Linked DNA regions of Zea mays: region 1 is linked to region 2. Evidence: chromatin contacts called from public Hi-C data. All regions are on one chromosome and are shown on one strand. Each heading gives the region's core, a stretch centred on a gene start, on an enhancer-like site or on the middle of the called end of the contact. The rest is flanking DNA. Distances are from core to core; before and after follow the strand shown. Region 1 holds the start of LOC103630391 (protein OCTOPUS). Region 2 holds the start of LOC100273144.

What was found. Hi-C and Micro-C count contacts between places; a contact is called where the count stands out from the background.
Region 1: a contact with region 2 is called in a Hi-C map of ear, with 3 times the contacts expected there. The contact joins the promoter of LOC103630391 here to the promoter of LOC100273144 in region 2. A contact is called at or near these places in 6 of 25 Hi-C or Micro-C datasets (ear, endosperm, leaf and 2 more).

The regions. Positions count from the first base shown.
Region 1 is chr6:159,874,547-159,882,038 of Zm-B73-REFERENCE-NAM-5.0, forward strand. LOC103630391 (protein OCTOPUS) reads right to left here and starts at 6,243. Exons shown (of 1, transcript XM_008651447.4): 1 at 3,745-6,243. The coding sequence starts at 5,936. The coding sequence ends at 3,954.
Region 2 is chr6:159,735,383-159,742,457 of Zm-B73-REFERENCE-NAM-5.0, forward strand. LOC100273144 reads right to left here and starts at 3,367. Exons shown (of 10, transcript NM_001147591.1): 1 at 3,008-3,367; 2 at 2,079-2,205; 3 at 1,551-1,734; 4 at 101-183; 5 at 1-21. The coding sequence starts at 169.

The sequences.
Region 1 (7,492 bases), core at 4,993-7,492, 140 kb after region 2:
GGAGAAAAGTTGTAGCTGGCAACGATTATTCTAACATGCGTCATACCGGGCCGGAGGCACGACGGAATTATAGTGCCAGACCGGACGCGGACACATAATGACATAACAAAACAACACTCAAAATTTCAGATTTTAAAGGCAATGTTCAAATTCATTTTAGATTCAACCAATTACATTTAGAATTTCATATACATACTTAAACAAAGGATTTCAAATACACACATAAACAAATATCAAAATTCATAATACTCTCATATATAACAAATCATCGGTATTGTACCTAAAAACAGATGGGTCATTACTGAACTAGTCCCTTAAGCGGGTCGGGCTCGTGCCTGCACTGCGGGCCAGAATGGCGGCCCAAGCCCGGCACAACTATCGTGCCGGGCCAACCCAGGCACGCTTCTGAATAGGGATGACAACAGATTGGATTCGGATCAGATATTGCAAATATCCATGTGCAACCATATCCACGTTTGCAACCAATATCCGCTTGTGATTATTCCCGTGGGTAGAAAATTTATATCCTTGCCCATCGAATTTCGAACGGGTTTTGGATATCTGCCGGATATGACAGATACATTCATTTTTCATCAAGTAAATCGCATAATTAATCAAATTTCTTCCTATTTCACCATCATACACAATTTAAACTTAATAAAAGAATTATTATGGGTCTGCAGGCTACGACCAAGGGTAGTGGAGCTTGGAAGGGGTAGTTACCGCCCAAGCACAAGTTGTGCTACGACCTAGAGATTTGGATGGGTGCACAACGCAGGAAGCCGCAGGAAGCCAACAAGGCTAGAAGGGGTGGCTAATGGCGGAGCATTGAGAGCGTTAGACGTGGAGTTTATGGAGTTAGGGTTTGCTTTTTGCTGTGTAATATGTGCTAGGCTAAAAAATAAATTATCAATCAATTTCGGATATCCAACGGATAACCCGCGGGTGAAAGATAATATCCTAATCTGTGCCCGCTCGACTCCGGGTCAGATACGAGTTTGGCCCATGGTTCAAAATGTATTTATACTCGGCTCCGTCGGATATCCGATCCGACAGATATCTGAATCCGCGGATTCAGTTGTCATGCATACATCTAGCTAGGTCGGGCCGTTCTCGTGTCGGGCCAAGCCGGCTTGGGCACACTTCTAGGCAGACTGTCGTGTCGGGCCACGACCGTGCTAGCCCACGGGTCTACTGTCGGGTGGGCCCGTTTGGACATGTGTAGCCATGATCAACCTGATTTTACATGCATCACTCATGCACGCATCCAGGCACGAAGGAGACAATCTTGCAACCAAGGCAAGGAAGCGGCTGGCAGGGATGAATTTGTGCTCCCGGCTCCCCTCGATCGTGCGGGCGTCAGCTCCAACCAGGGCAGCGTTGGCCCTGAAATAGTACAGCTGTAGGTCTTTTGGTTTTATCTATCATGGCAATCCGACCGGTCATGATCCCTGGAGGGTTTTAACTATGGTGAGGCAGGTTCGCATATCAGGTCGTCAACAAGCTAGCTAGCTTGATATACGTACACTATATGGCGAGTTTAGTGGGACCTGTACCAGGTGGCTAATTAATCTTTGGTACGCACCAGTAAACACCACCCAAGTCTTTTTCAGGCTTCAATGCTTCAGAGACGAACGACGGAACGAGCGACATTGCAGGCAGGAACTGCGCTGAAGCAGCTGGCAGTACTATCATCTGGCTACCACTGCAGGAGCTGCCCCATGCATGCGTTGCATGCACATTTACTCCATGTCTCCATATGCATGGTGCGAAAAAAAAACGGCAGTGCCCTGCTACTACACTCGTTTCAATCCAATCCTTGGCGATTGGCACGACGGCTTGGGCAGAGAAAGGAGGAAAAACTGCAGTGCAGCGCCCTCCGTGCATTTTTTGCCCTGAGACCGACCGACTCGACCGGGCAATGCGGCTGCGTGATGGTCTGATGCGTGGTGTCTACGGCTCCGGGCACGTATTGTCACCGTACCGTTGAGTGGCCAAGTCATGCCATATATATATAGTCGGTTGGGTAACTGTAAACTCCAGGATACCATCGCACACTGACGCATTTTGAGCTCCACCAGCACAAGCCGGACTGGAGATGAGATGACTGCTAGCTGCCGATGGGAGATAGGTCAAGCTGGCGCCATGGGCACTTGTAGATTTTACAACGTAGCTCGAATTGTTTTTGCTACCCTGTCTTTCCGATATATTATAATTTGCCATCAATAATATTGATCCCTTCTCATTCTAGTATTTAAGTTATCCGCACTCATACTACTCTAAATTCTTAACCTTAAAAAGAATATTCAGTTATTAGTATATGTCGTGGCTCTGTCTCTGTCTGTGCACTTATGCCTTACGCAAACATGCATCCACACGTAAATTGCAATATATCCTGCTGTGCACCTATGGTATATTTTAGTTTTTTCAAGTAGCATTCATGTGGTGCTCTTTGATAATTTTAGGACGTTTTCTCACTATCTTTTCTCTGTTACTTTTGATTACTATTTTTTTATTTTGTTTTATCCCTTGTAGTTTTTTTTATATTTCATGAGGTGCTACAAGTATACTTTTATCTAAAATATTATGCCCGTGAGGGTAGAATATTTTTTCCTTAGATTTAAATACTTTAATATAGTTTATAATAGTATAAATATATAGGTAATATCAAACATCTAAATGGTGTAGAGTTGCGAAATGATTTTTTTCTTAATCTTCTAGTCTAATGTTCAACCTCTCCTACATATCATTTCTGTTCATATTTTCTAACATTTTTTTCGTCAAATATTTGTCTTCCTGTTCTCCATGTGCTCAAGTGATATCATACTCGCTCTTCCGTGCGCGAGTACGTGGAGTGGGCCACGAATGGTGTGGAACGGCTGGGCCGTAAGAACGACGCAGGTGAACCAGACGTGACCACACGCAGACACACACAGGGAAAAACTATCGGTAGTTGGCTTCCGTTCGATCGACTGGATCAAAACAGCTGCCTTGTGGCTCCAAGATAATCTTGCGAACATGTGGGCGTTTTTTATATAATAATCGTGCACATGCCTGTTGATGCACTGCGCCCTAGATCTGGCGCCGCGCCTATTAATCGGCGCCGTGCGGCCACGTCCATCCGTTCACCTGTCCCGAATCAGAATCGTCGGGGCACCTCGTGGCTCCCGCTGCTCCCAGTCGGAGTCCGGAGTCCAACAATAACCCGTGCAAGCTCCGCGTCTCGTTCTTGGTCGCACGAGGCCAAGCGAGCGAAAACCCGCAGCAAGCAGCACCACTGCACGGTGGACCAGAGCGAACGCGCGCGGCAATGACGGGCACGGGCGCCATCCAGCCAGGGGGGTGGTGGTGGAATTGGCTTGAGCACGGCGAGTTTTTTAGGCCCAGGCCCATCGTCAACGAGTTGGCGCCTAGGGACCAATGGAATATTGGAGCCTCCGTGTCTGAGGCGGCGCCAGCCGCTAATGTCCCTGAATGTGAAAAGACCGGGACCGTCAGGTGCGCGCGAGCTCAGCTTCTAGCGACTACCGTGGGCGTGGTGGCGTTCGCCTGAGACGAGGACGCCAAACGCCGCGGCGCACCATGTGACTACCCCATATCGCCATTGCGACCTTTGTATCTCCTTGTCCAGGGAGTCACGATCCTATGCATTGACACAAAGAAATATGAATGAGCCGGCGATGGCCGCATGATAGGATGACAAGCTGCAGATACGAAGCACACTTGCGACTGACAACGGAGACATAGAACAACAACAGAGTCAAGTCGTGATTACGAGATTAAACTTCATTTTATCCAGCCCTCCGAATGAACAAAAGGATCACTGCACTACACAAAGATGTAAACGATTTTGGTTATACCACCCACCCAAACTACTCAACATGTAAGCCATCAGCTACTGCCTACTGAAATGAAGCAGCTTGACCAGCAATCAGGTGGCCGTCGTCAATACTCTAGTACAGCCCCAGCATCGTCCGCGCGAACGACTGCGACCTCAGCTGCCGACCGCCTTTCACCGGGAGGACGCCTGTCCGGCGGCCGCTGGCGCTCCGGATCGGCGTGAGGTAGAACCGCAGCAGGCCGTTGTCCGCGTTGCCCGGCGAGTGCCGCGCGCTACGGTTCCGCTCCAGCGCCGCGCACTCCTCGCGCCTCCGCTTCCCGTGGGCGTCCAGGTAGCTGCGCCTGGAGCTGCCCAGACCGCCGCTGTTGCTGCTGAACGAGCTCCGCGCGCTGGCGTTGCTGTTGCACCGCTGCATCCTGCCGTTGTACCCGCGGACGCGCAGGTCCGGCCATGGCTCCGAGAACGCGCGGTCGGCGGCGTCGGACGCGCCGTCCCTGCGCCCCGCGGCGCGGCGGTGGATCAGGCCCCAGAGGCTCCACGCCTTGCGCCACCGCGGCGGCTTCTTCGCGGGGCCGTGGAAGGCAGCGTCCAGGCTGGCGGAGAAGTCCTCGACGAGTGAGTTGGTGCTGAAGCGGTGGTCGAACAGGTCTTCGGCGTGGTGGAAGTGGTAGAACTCCGAGCTGCCCATTGCAGGGGATTCCTTGCCGTTGACAATGGCGGCCGGTGCGGTCACTGGAACAGGTACTGGTACTGGCACTGGCACTGGCTTTGGGTCGGTGACTTCAAAGGACCTCCGCACAGAGCTCGACCTGTCAAGGCTCCGGCGCCTCCGGCTTGAGGTGTCCATGTAGTAATCTCGCGTCTGGGCCGAGCCCCCAGGGACGTTTGCGTCGTGGTCGGGCTCCGGCTGGGAGTCGTCCTCCACGGGGATTTGGCCGTCGGAGCGCTCCAGAATGCCGGCGGGGGAGTCCTCCATAGCCGAGAGGATAGGAGGAAGACGGGAGAGCGGCGGCGCGCGGCCGAGACCAATGCCGGTGCCGGCGCCGAACAGGTAGCCGTCCCACGACGCACGGGGCTCGTCCCAGGAGAAGCCCATGTCACCGACGGACATGCGGCCGGCGTCCAAGGAGAATCGTGGGTCGGTGTCGCACGAGCGCCGGCCGCCGGCGAACTCGGAGCCGGCTTCGCCACGGCGGAAGCGGCTACGCCGGAGGAACGAGGGCTTGGATGGCTTCTCCGGCGGGGGCATTGCCGCCGCCGCCGCCTTGCTGCCCGCGGCCTCCTGCTTCTTGAGCTTCTGCTTGCCCCTCCACTTCTGCCACTTCTTGCTGAACATGGAGGCGGCAAGCCAGAAGCTCCCGGCCATCTCCTTGAGGTCCTTGGGCGGCAGCTTCCTGGGCTGCTGCGACTGCGAGGCCTCGAGATCTATGTGATCCTTCATGGCCCTAACGTCCCGCGCCGCACTCACCTCCGTCTCCATCTCCCCAGAGGTGCCCACGACTGAGACGGGCTCCATCACCGCGACAATCTCGTCAGAGTCCTCGGCCACAGCGATCTCCTCCTCCGAGAACATCTCAGGGACGCACGCGGGAGGTGGCGGCTGCGGGGGCGGGAGGACCTCGGCGGCGAGCGCGGCCGCGGCGGCGGAGGACGAGGCCGGGAAGGCGCCGAACGCGGTGCCGTCGCGAACCCGCTGGCGGTCGTCCTGGTGGAACAGCGCCCAGAGAGTGCTCCGCCCGCGCACGTCGCACGACCTCCGCTGCGGCTCGCCCGCGGCGGCCAGCGCGTCGCCCCCGCGCCCGCAGGAGAAGGACTTGCAGCGGCGGAGGTCCGGCAGCGCGGCGGCGCCGGATCCCGACGGAGCCCCGCCGGCGGCGGCGGCGAACGGGCGGGTGAAGAGCGAGCGGATGGCGGAGGTGGACCTGCGGCCCGGCGCGGCGGCCGCGGCGGAGCCGCCGGTGGACTCGAGCCCCGCGAGGCGCTCGCGGAGGCAGGCGGCGCAGAAGCCCGTGAAGGTTTCTCCTGGGTGGAGGTCGCAGGTCGTCGACACCGACCGCCGCGGCGGCGGCACCGGCGGCTCCATCTGCAGCGTCATTGCGTCGTCTCGCGCGCTTGTTAGCCTGAAGAATACACCTGATTCTTAGCCGCGGCGCGGCATCACGTTTCTTGGCTCGCACGGCGGTGGCACGCACACTCGCAGCTGTGCTGTGAAGGGCGTGCTTTGAGCGCGACGGATTCGATGGAGAATGGTTTTGAGGATGCAGCGTGGGGCGCACTGGCGCAGAGAGAGAGAGAGAGAGAGAGAGAGAGAGAGAGGAGGCGAGGCCCGAGGGGGAGAAAGCGAAAGTTGAAGGGAATCACGGGGCCCAACGCCTCGCTTCTTCCACACCACACCGTGATGTCTTTCTCTCTCTCTCTTGCTCTGCTTCTCGTGCGCTTTTACTCCTATCCCAAGGGAGTGGGGATCGAAACGCGCGCACACGCTCTCAACCTTCACTCCGTACCACTGTAGCTCCAGCTCTGTGCGCGTCGACCGGATTACCGCCGCCGTGATCACGCCAGGATTGGCCTTTCGGAGTTGCTTGATCCGAAGGTGATCACCAACCAAAGCATATTCTGCCTGCGTGCGTGCGTGCGTGAGAGCGAGCATCAGTGTGACCGTGTCACGGATCGACCAGGGAAAAAAAGAACAGCAGCTGCAAACGTGCAAAAATCATGTGTTTACAGCAGCCACCATGAACCAGTGTGGCTGGGCAGCAGCTGGCTCATGACTTCATGTGCGGTGGCGACTTGGATCACGAGCCCGGCTCAGGCCTCTGGCATTCTCGTTACAAGACCTGCCAGGTTATTTGGGTCTATGAGAAATGCCCTAGACAGTGACCAGTAAAGTTTTGTCGCTGCCGCCCGTGCTGGGCCTGGGCATCTCAACAATTGGCACGTATGTAGATGGCCGCCTACAGTACACAACATATGTTACTGCAGCTAAGGCACTGTAGCTAAGGCACAAGAGATGACGTATCCTTCCAGTATAGTACAGCAGTATTTTTAGCTGCGGATATGGCCTAAGGTACTACTTTTGTAGCTGCCGGACTGTAGCGTAGACATTATTATGGTAGACTTGGCACGCTCGCCAGCAGCTAGCAGCCAAGAATCATGTTTATAAAAAAAAAGGTCGGTACGGTACGGCGTGCAGCCGGGGAGTAGGCACTAGCAGCGGTGGACGGGACGACCGCCAGGCGTGAGCAGTGAGCATGGACTGGAGTCACCAACACACACGTCCATCCTCCACGAACACAATATATTTCTTACCGGCCGGACGAGCTTGCGCGTTTGCGTTTTCACTCTGCGCTGTGACAGAGCAAGCGTTGAGGCGGCGAAGAAATTGCTCGGCTTCGGCTAGGCGCAGGTAAAAATTTTACTGCCATGAACCAAGAGAAAAAAAAACAGAAGGCCAGTAACGTAGGCGTGACTGCACAAAGGTGCCGGCAGCCTCAGCTGTGGCCCGGCAGCTTCCTGCGGTCCGGACGACGGGCCACGTGAGGTATCTGAAGCTAATCAATTCCTTCATCAGGGAAGGAGAGGGAGGAGAGCCGTCCGTCCCGTTCGTCCTCTGCTCCTCCTCCCAGCCTCCCCTCGCCACTATCCCTCCCC
Region 2 (7,075 bases), core at 2,117-4,616:
AAAGAGTGACGTACAGTTCTCCTACCAATCAGGAACACGGAGATGTTATCATTCATCTAAAGTTAATATGTGCACGCGTGGAGAGAATTTGAAAAACTACCTTGGAATAATCAGCTATCAGCTCATCAATATCCAGCTTGAACAGATCAATATCTATATTTAAAGGCATGGCCAAGCCTCAAACTATATAAGAAAACTAAAGTTCAGTCGATTGGAGATAAAAACAAGAAATCGCCAACAACCAGCAGCGTGCAATGGAGATGTAAATAAATAAAGCAATTTTAACAACCACCAACCTAAGAGCACCATGGTGACAACACTACGCAAAATCCTTGTGTTGACTAACTTAACATGGCAATAGATGTTCAGTATCTGAACAAAGGATGGACAGGGACCAATTGCTGGAGAATCACAAGGGAAGGACAGGAGGGGGCGCTGAACGCTGACAAAACTTATGCTATGAGCCTATGGTGGCTTCCTGATGGATACCAAGGGATTAGCAGCACCCTACAGTACAACACCCCACCCACAAGTTGTGTATCTAGGTGATGAACAGATACTCCCTAAGTGATGGACCCAGAAACGAGGCAAGGCTGCAAGGGGGGCTGATAATTGAAGGCTAGAAATTTTACTGGTGATACACTATAACCTATAACAGATATAACAAAGAACACTTACAGCGATATCAATTCAAAATGCTTAAATAATATATAGAACGTTGTGGATTGGAAAATAACAAGAACATTTTATGACTAAAAGATCACATATTCACATGCCTTCATAATTTCACATAAGTTTGGTGACAATATATAATTCCACATTTAAAAAAAAACATAGTTCCACACAAAAGTGGTTGCCACTTGCCAGATAAGCCTATTAAGTGATAATGTACCAGGTGAAACGCAAGCAGGTTTGTGACAGTGGGAGAAAATAGCTAGGATTGCAGACATAGTTCTGTATGTACTAGCCCAATGCCTCAAACGTGAACATTACTTCTGTCGCATTCATCGAGTCCAAATAAAAACTAGACATTGGCACTTTGGCATTTTTTGAAGGGAATTTAAGAATGCGAGTATACAGTGGATGGAAACTAGAAATCAATAGTCCATTACTCACAAACCACAGTTACTCACTGTGGTCGACGGCGACCCTTGATCTGGTCCGTGCTATACAGCAAGCCCAAGTCAGCAGGGTGCAGGGGCGGGGGGTGGCCGGCTGGGGCGACCTGGCCAACCGCCAGCGCCCGCAGGCAACAGGGAGGGCCACGCGCAGATCCACCGGTGAACTCGCTTCCTAGCCCGGGGGCCGGGGCCAAAGTCGCCGGTCGACAGGGAGGCGGGGAGCGGAGCAGAGCTTGGAGGAGCACCACACCAGTGCGCCGCTGGTCCACCACGGAAGAGGAGAACAGAGGGTGGCTTGGTGGGGGCTAAAAGCCAAGGGGGCGCGGTTGCTGGACGTGGTCGGGGATTTGGCGGCCGCTCGGAGCTGTGGCGCTCCGCTCGAGAGTCGGAACTCAGAAGTGAGGCGGGCAGATGGGAGTGTGGCCTGACCTGATCTTATTGATGAGGAACTTGTGGAGCTTCTTGCACGATCCGCACAAGGCCCTCCACCGTTGACATGAGGATGGCAGCCTGGAGCAGCAACATCGCGAGGAGCTCTAGGACGACGACGCGAGTTCCATGGTCACGATCTTCAGCAACAGAGGGCAGAACCAGCAACGACCGGTGATGAGGGCTGCAGTGAGAGGAGGAAGAGAGAGGGAGATAGTATTGTAAATGGCCCCACCTTGCAAACAAAACTTGGTGATAAAATGGCCCCACCTTGACATACTTTATTTATCTGTTATTTACTTTGTAGATAAGGATGTTTAATTGTCATTCATTCAGACGAATCTCTAAATCTTTCTCGATCAGATAACGAACTTTCCAGTTTGGTAAGTATGATAAACATAGTATTGTATAACCTTTCTGTTTACAAATTGTAATCTGATGATTTTTTAGGCAAACTGGTTGGAGGGATCTTATTCAGAAGTGTAGCGGCGGACTACTCATCTCTTTGGAGAGCAGAAACAGCCTTACTTTGCAACTTGATAAGGTTTATACCCCATCTTGCTGAACCCAAATAACTGAGTATGTTTCCTCTTGGCACAATTCACACAGATGCATAGCTTCAGATCGATCTATATTCCACTTGCAAAATTACTCGCTGCTAAAACAACCAGGGTTACCGTTTGGACTTTCAGAGATACTGAACTTGAGAAACCAGGGAAATAAAAACATTGCTGACTTTGTTAGACTATTTATAATAAAACAGGTACATTGAGCTAACAGTACAGCACCCCTCCCCCTCCACCTGATTATTGATTTACCTCCATATTAGCAACTTTCTGTATGTTGCCTTTTCACAGAAACTTTGTGCTATACTCACTAAAGCAACATTCAACAAACCTTTTCATACTGCAATGGTAGACAAACATAAACATGGATATAACTATAGCTACCAAAGATTACCCAAATTACTCTACTGTGTTCCAATCAAGATTTAAAATACTAATATAATAACGACCAATGCATTTCGTTGCACATTTTCATAAACTATGTATGCACCTTAAAAAAGAAACAAACCTGATTTATTTATGATGTCCCTTCACACATATTTAACTACATACACAATGTTACTTTTCTATATTCCCATCACTCAATGAGATAGACACAATGAAACTTGATTTACTTATTCCTAATATTGCAAGTTCCTTTGGCGCTTTGAACCATTGCCCATCCCTTTTCATGGGCTGCATCTTCTACCAGAGCAGGTATTCGTTTTTGCAAGCATAAGAACTAGTTTGCATTACGCAACGGCTAAACAGGTTATTCATTCAGGCATATCAGAATTTTATGAGCGAACAGTTGGTGCAAAACAGTCTTGGAGGACACAGCTTGCAACAAAAGCGCAATTCAATTTAGAATGCTCGTACATCCCTTTGAACCATTGCCCATCCCTTTCTTACCCTGTCCATGCTTCAGATCAAGCCGGCGGATTGGCGCTTCTCTGTGCCTCTGTCGCCGGCCACAGAACGGGTGGAATCAGTGACGGAGCCACACAAAAATTATAGGTGGAGCGAGTTCTAACGCCGCTCGCAAGTCGCAACTCCAGGCTCCAGCTAGCCACCGACTGACCGCCAGCCACGGGTTGCTCCTGCTCACTCCGCGCCGACCGCGCACTCGCGTGGCCGCTTGCTGACTACACGGCCCCAGGGGCGGGGCCGCTGAGGGATGAGGCGCCGGGCCGCTGGTTCGGCTGCTCCTCGCGTAACTCGGGCCTCAGGCCTCCGGGCTTTGGCAGTCCGGCGGGTGGCGGGTGGCGGGCGAAGGACGGCGGAGCGAGCAGGACGGGGTCGGGACTCGGGAGGGTAGGGTTCTGTGGGTGTTTTTTCGGCTTGGAGATGAAAGGGGATTGGGCAGGCCGGGCCAGGTGGAGTCGCATTACAAGTGGGCTGCTTTTGTTAAATGGCTGGCATGTGGGATCTCCAAAAAATGGCCAAATTTACACCCGACGGATTCTCAATTCTCATTTACTTTTGGGGCGTCAATCTTCATGGGCCACAAAATTTTTGCGCCCCAGCGCCATCGAGGCCGACGCCGATATGAAGAATCGAACATAGGGTGGTGTGGGCGAGGCCGCGAGGGCGTAGCGGCAGCCCGCAGGAAAGACCGTTGCGTACTAGCGTGCTCGTTGAAGAATCGAACGCCTTCGACAAGTTCGACAGAATGCCCAAGCGGCCCTTGCCCCTTGCCCTTGTGGCCTTCACCCTCCCTCGCTCTGCGGTGCGCCCAGCCGATCACTGGCCGCGCCAGTTTATACCACCGGCCACTTATCTGCGAATGCCGGCAGGCGGCAGCCGACAGTGGGTTGCGCCATGGCTGATTGGCTGCTACAGACGATTGACGGCGACTGTGTGTCTGAGTGGGAGAGATCCATATATTAATTCGTTCCATCTGTGCATCGTACTTAGCTTGTAAAATATACAGGTTTGCGGTAATTATGAAAACAATCTAGCTATTTCTATTTGTGAAATCCACACTCGATCTAGTCTATGCGCGTTAAAGATATACTAGGTGAATATGTCATACCCGGATTTAAGGGATAAAGTCGGGTGCGTCTCATACGTACGCCAAAAAAAACATCACATATAATGATAAAGTGTATAGAGATAAATATCACAAGTATCATTATTACATAGCAGAAGTCTTACAAAAATAAATAATAATAATAATAAAACGAACTAAACATCCATCCTTGGCGTCATAAATCTGACAGAGACGCCACCTAGATCAACTCATACTCCTTATTGTACGGTTCCTCCTGGACCACTTGTTTTTCTCATGTGGGGGTTTATATATCGCAAGTGTGAGCTCACAAAAGATCATAGCTCAACAATTTGTGCGAAATAATGTGCATGAACTCACCAAAAGTGGGAGTTCATGTGAAGTGTAAGACTGATCAACAATAAGGGTTAAAGCTGAGCATTGCTTTTAGTAAGTTGGTCTAACTTTATTATCAGTTATTAAATGTAAATAAATACCAAACCAGAGTAATAATAGATCAAAATTAATAATAAATCCCAATGTGATGCAAATGACAAATCGAATTTAGTTTCATAATTAAATCATGCAAGAGTCTTGAGCCGCTCATGACCGCGAGCACGGCTAGTATACCAGTTTTACACTCTGCAGAGGTTGTACCCTTTACCCACAAGTCTTGTATCCCATGTCGCCTGGGTTTGCAAGGCCCTTAGACACTGCCGAGGTGAATGGCTAGGGATCCACTACGAGGCCTTTACAAAGTTCCACTAGCTTCAGAAAACTCGCTACAGTTTTTAGGAAGAGCAATGCAGGAATCCCCCGTCTGACCGCCATCGCAGCAAAATCAACCCGAGAACCTCCCTACACACCTACTCCCCTACTGTCTTTGCCCCTTTCGGGTAAGGTAGTCCTCCACTATATTTCCTAGTTAGTCAGCCAAGGGCGTCCCATTCCACCCTTGTGGTGGCACGTGTTTCTCAAGTTAAGCTCGATGTTCCAATTAACATAGTTGTCTTATCATGAACATAAATAGAACAGTAATAAAGAATTATGTAATAGTTGTCTCAATACCTAAAACCATATATAGCAATAATAGAGACTACCCAAAAAATCAGGGGTAAACAAGGTGTAAAGATAACCAGACTAGGGTGGCCTATTGGGTCCCATCAAAATTAAGCCTATGCATGATAAAATGATTATAGAGAACATTATTGGGTAAATAAAAGTTATCAAAGGCACAACTGAAAGGGAATTAGGCTTACACCTAGTTCCTAAATAATTTTGGTGGTTGAATTGCCCAACACAAATAATTGGACTAACTAATTTGCTCTAGTGTATAAGTTATACAGGTGCCAAAGGTTCACAATAAGCCAATTGAAAAGACCAATGTTGGGTTCAAAATAGAGAGCCAAAGGCATCCCGAAAGGCTCCCTGGTCTGGCGCACCGGACAGTGTCCGGTGGCGCACCAGACAGTGTCCGGTGCACCAGGGGACTTCGCGTTAAACTCCTCAGCCTCGGGAATTTTCAGAGCCGGCGCGCTATAATTCATTGGACTGTCCGGTTCCGGTGCTCCAAGAGGACGCGGCTCTGGAACTTGGCAGCCTCGGGAAACTGCAACGGCTGCTCCGCTATAATTCACCGGACATGTCCGGTGTACACCGGACTGTCCGGTGTAACTGCGGGGCAACGACTTCTTCGCGCCAACGGTCACCTGCAACGACAATTAATGCGCGCCAGAGTGCGCAGAAGTCAGGCACGCGCGTAGTGGCGCACCGGACACTCTACAGTACATGTCCGGTGCGCCACTGGACATCGAGGCGGGCCCAGAAGACAGTGCTCCAACGGTTGAATCCCAACGGCTTTGGTGACGTGGCTGGCGCACCGGACATGTCCGGTGTACACCGGACTGTCCGGTGCACCATTCGACAGACAGCCCCACCCAACGGCTAGTTTGGTGGTTGGGGCTATAAATACCCCCAACCACCCACCATTCATTGCATCCAAGTTTTCCACTTCTCGACCACTTACAAGAGCTAGGCATTCAATTCTAGACACACCAAAGAGATCAAATCCTCTCCAATTCTACACAAGGCTTTAGTGATTAGCGAGAGAGATTTGCCGTGTTCTTTTGAGCTCTTGCGCTTGGATTGCTTCTTTTCTTTCTCACTTGTACTTGTGATCAAAACTCCATTGTAATCAAGGCAAGAGGCACCAATTGTGTGGTGGCCCCTGCGGGGAAGTTTTGTTCCCGGTTTTGATTTGAGAAGAGAAGCTCACTCGGTCCGAGGGACCGTTTGAGAGAGGGAAGGGTTGAAAGAGACCCGACCTTTGTGGCCTCCTCAACGGGGAGTAGGTTTGCGAGAACCGAACCTCGGTAAAACAAATCTGCATGTCACACTCTTCATTTGCTTGCGATTTGTTTTGCACCCTCTTTCGCGGACTCGTTTTTATTTCTAACGCTAACCCGGCTTGTAATTGTGTTTATATTTGTAAATTTCAGTTTCGCCCTATTCACCCCCCTCTAGGCGACTATCAATTGGTATCAGAACCCGGTGCTTCATTAGAGCCTAACCGCTTGAAGTGATGTCGGGAGATCACGCCAAGAAGGAGATGGAGACCGGCGAAAAGCCCACTACAAGCCACGGGAGCACTTCATCGGAAGAGTCCCGCACCAAGAGGAAGGAGAAGAAGAAGGACTCCTCTAAAGGAAAGGAGAAGAAATCTTCTTCACACCACAAAGAGAAGAAGGAGAAATCCTCTTCCCACAAGCCGCATCGGAGTGGGGACAAGAAAAAGAGGATGAGGAAGGTGGTCTACTACGAGACCGATTCTTCATTGGCATCCACCTCCGGCTCCGACGCGGCGTCCATCACTTCTAAGCGCCAAGAGCGTAAGAAGTATAGTTAGATTGCCCTACGCTACCCTCGCATTTCTAAACATACACCTTTACTTTCCGTCCCATTAGGCAAACCACCAACATTTGATGGTGAAG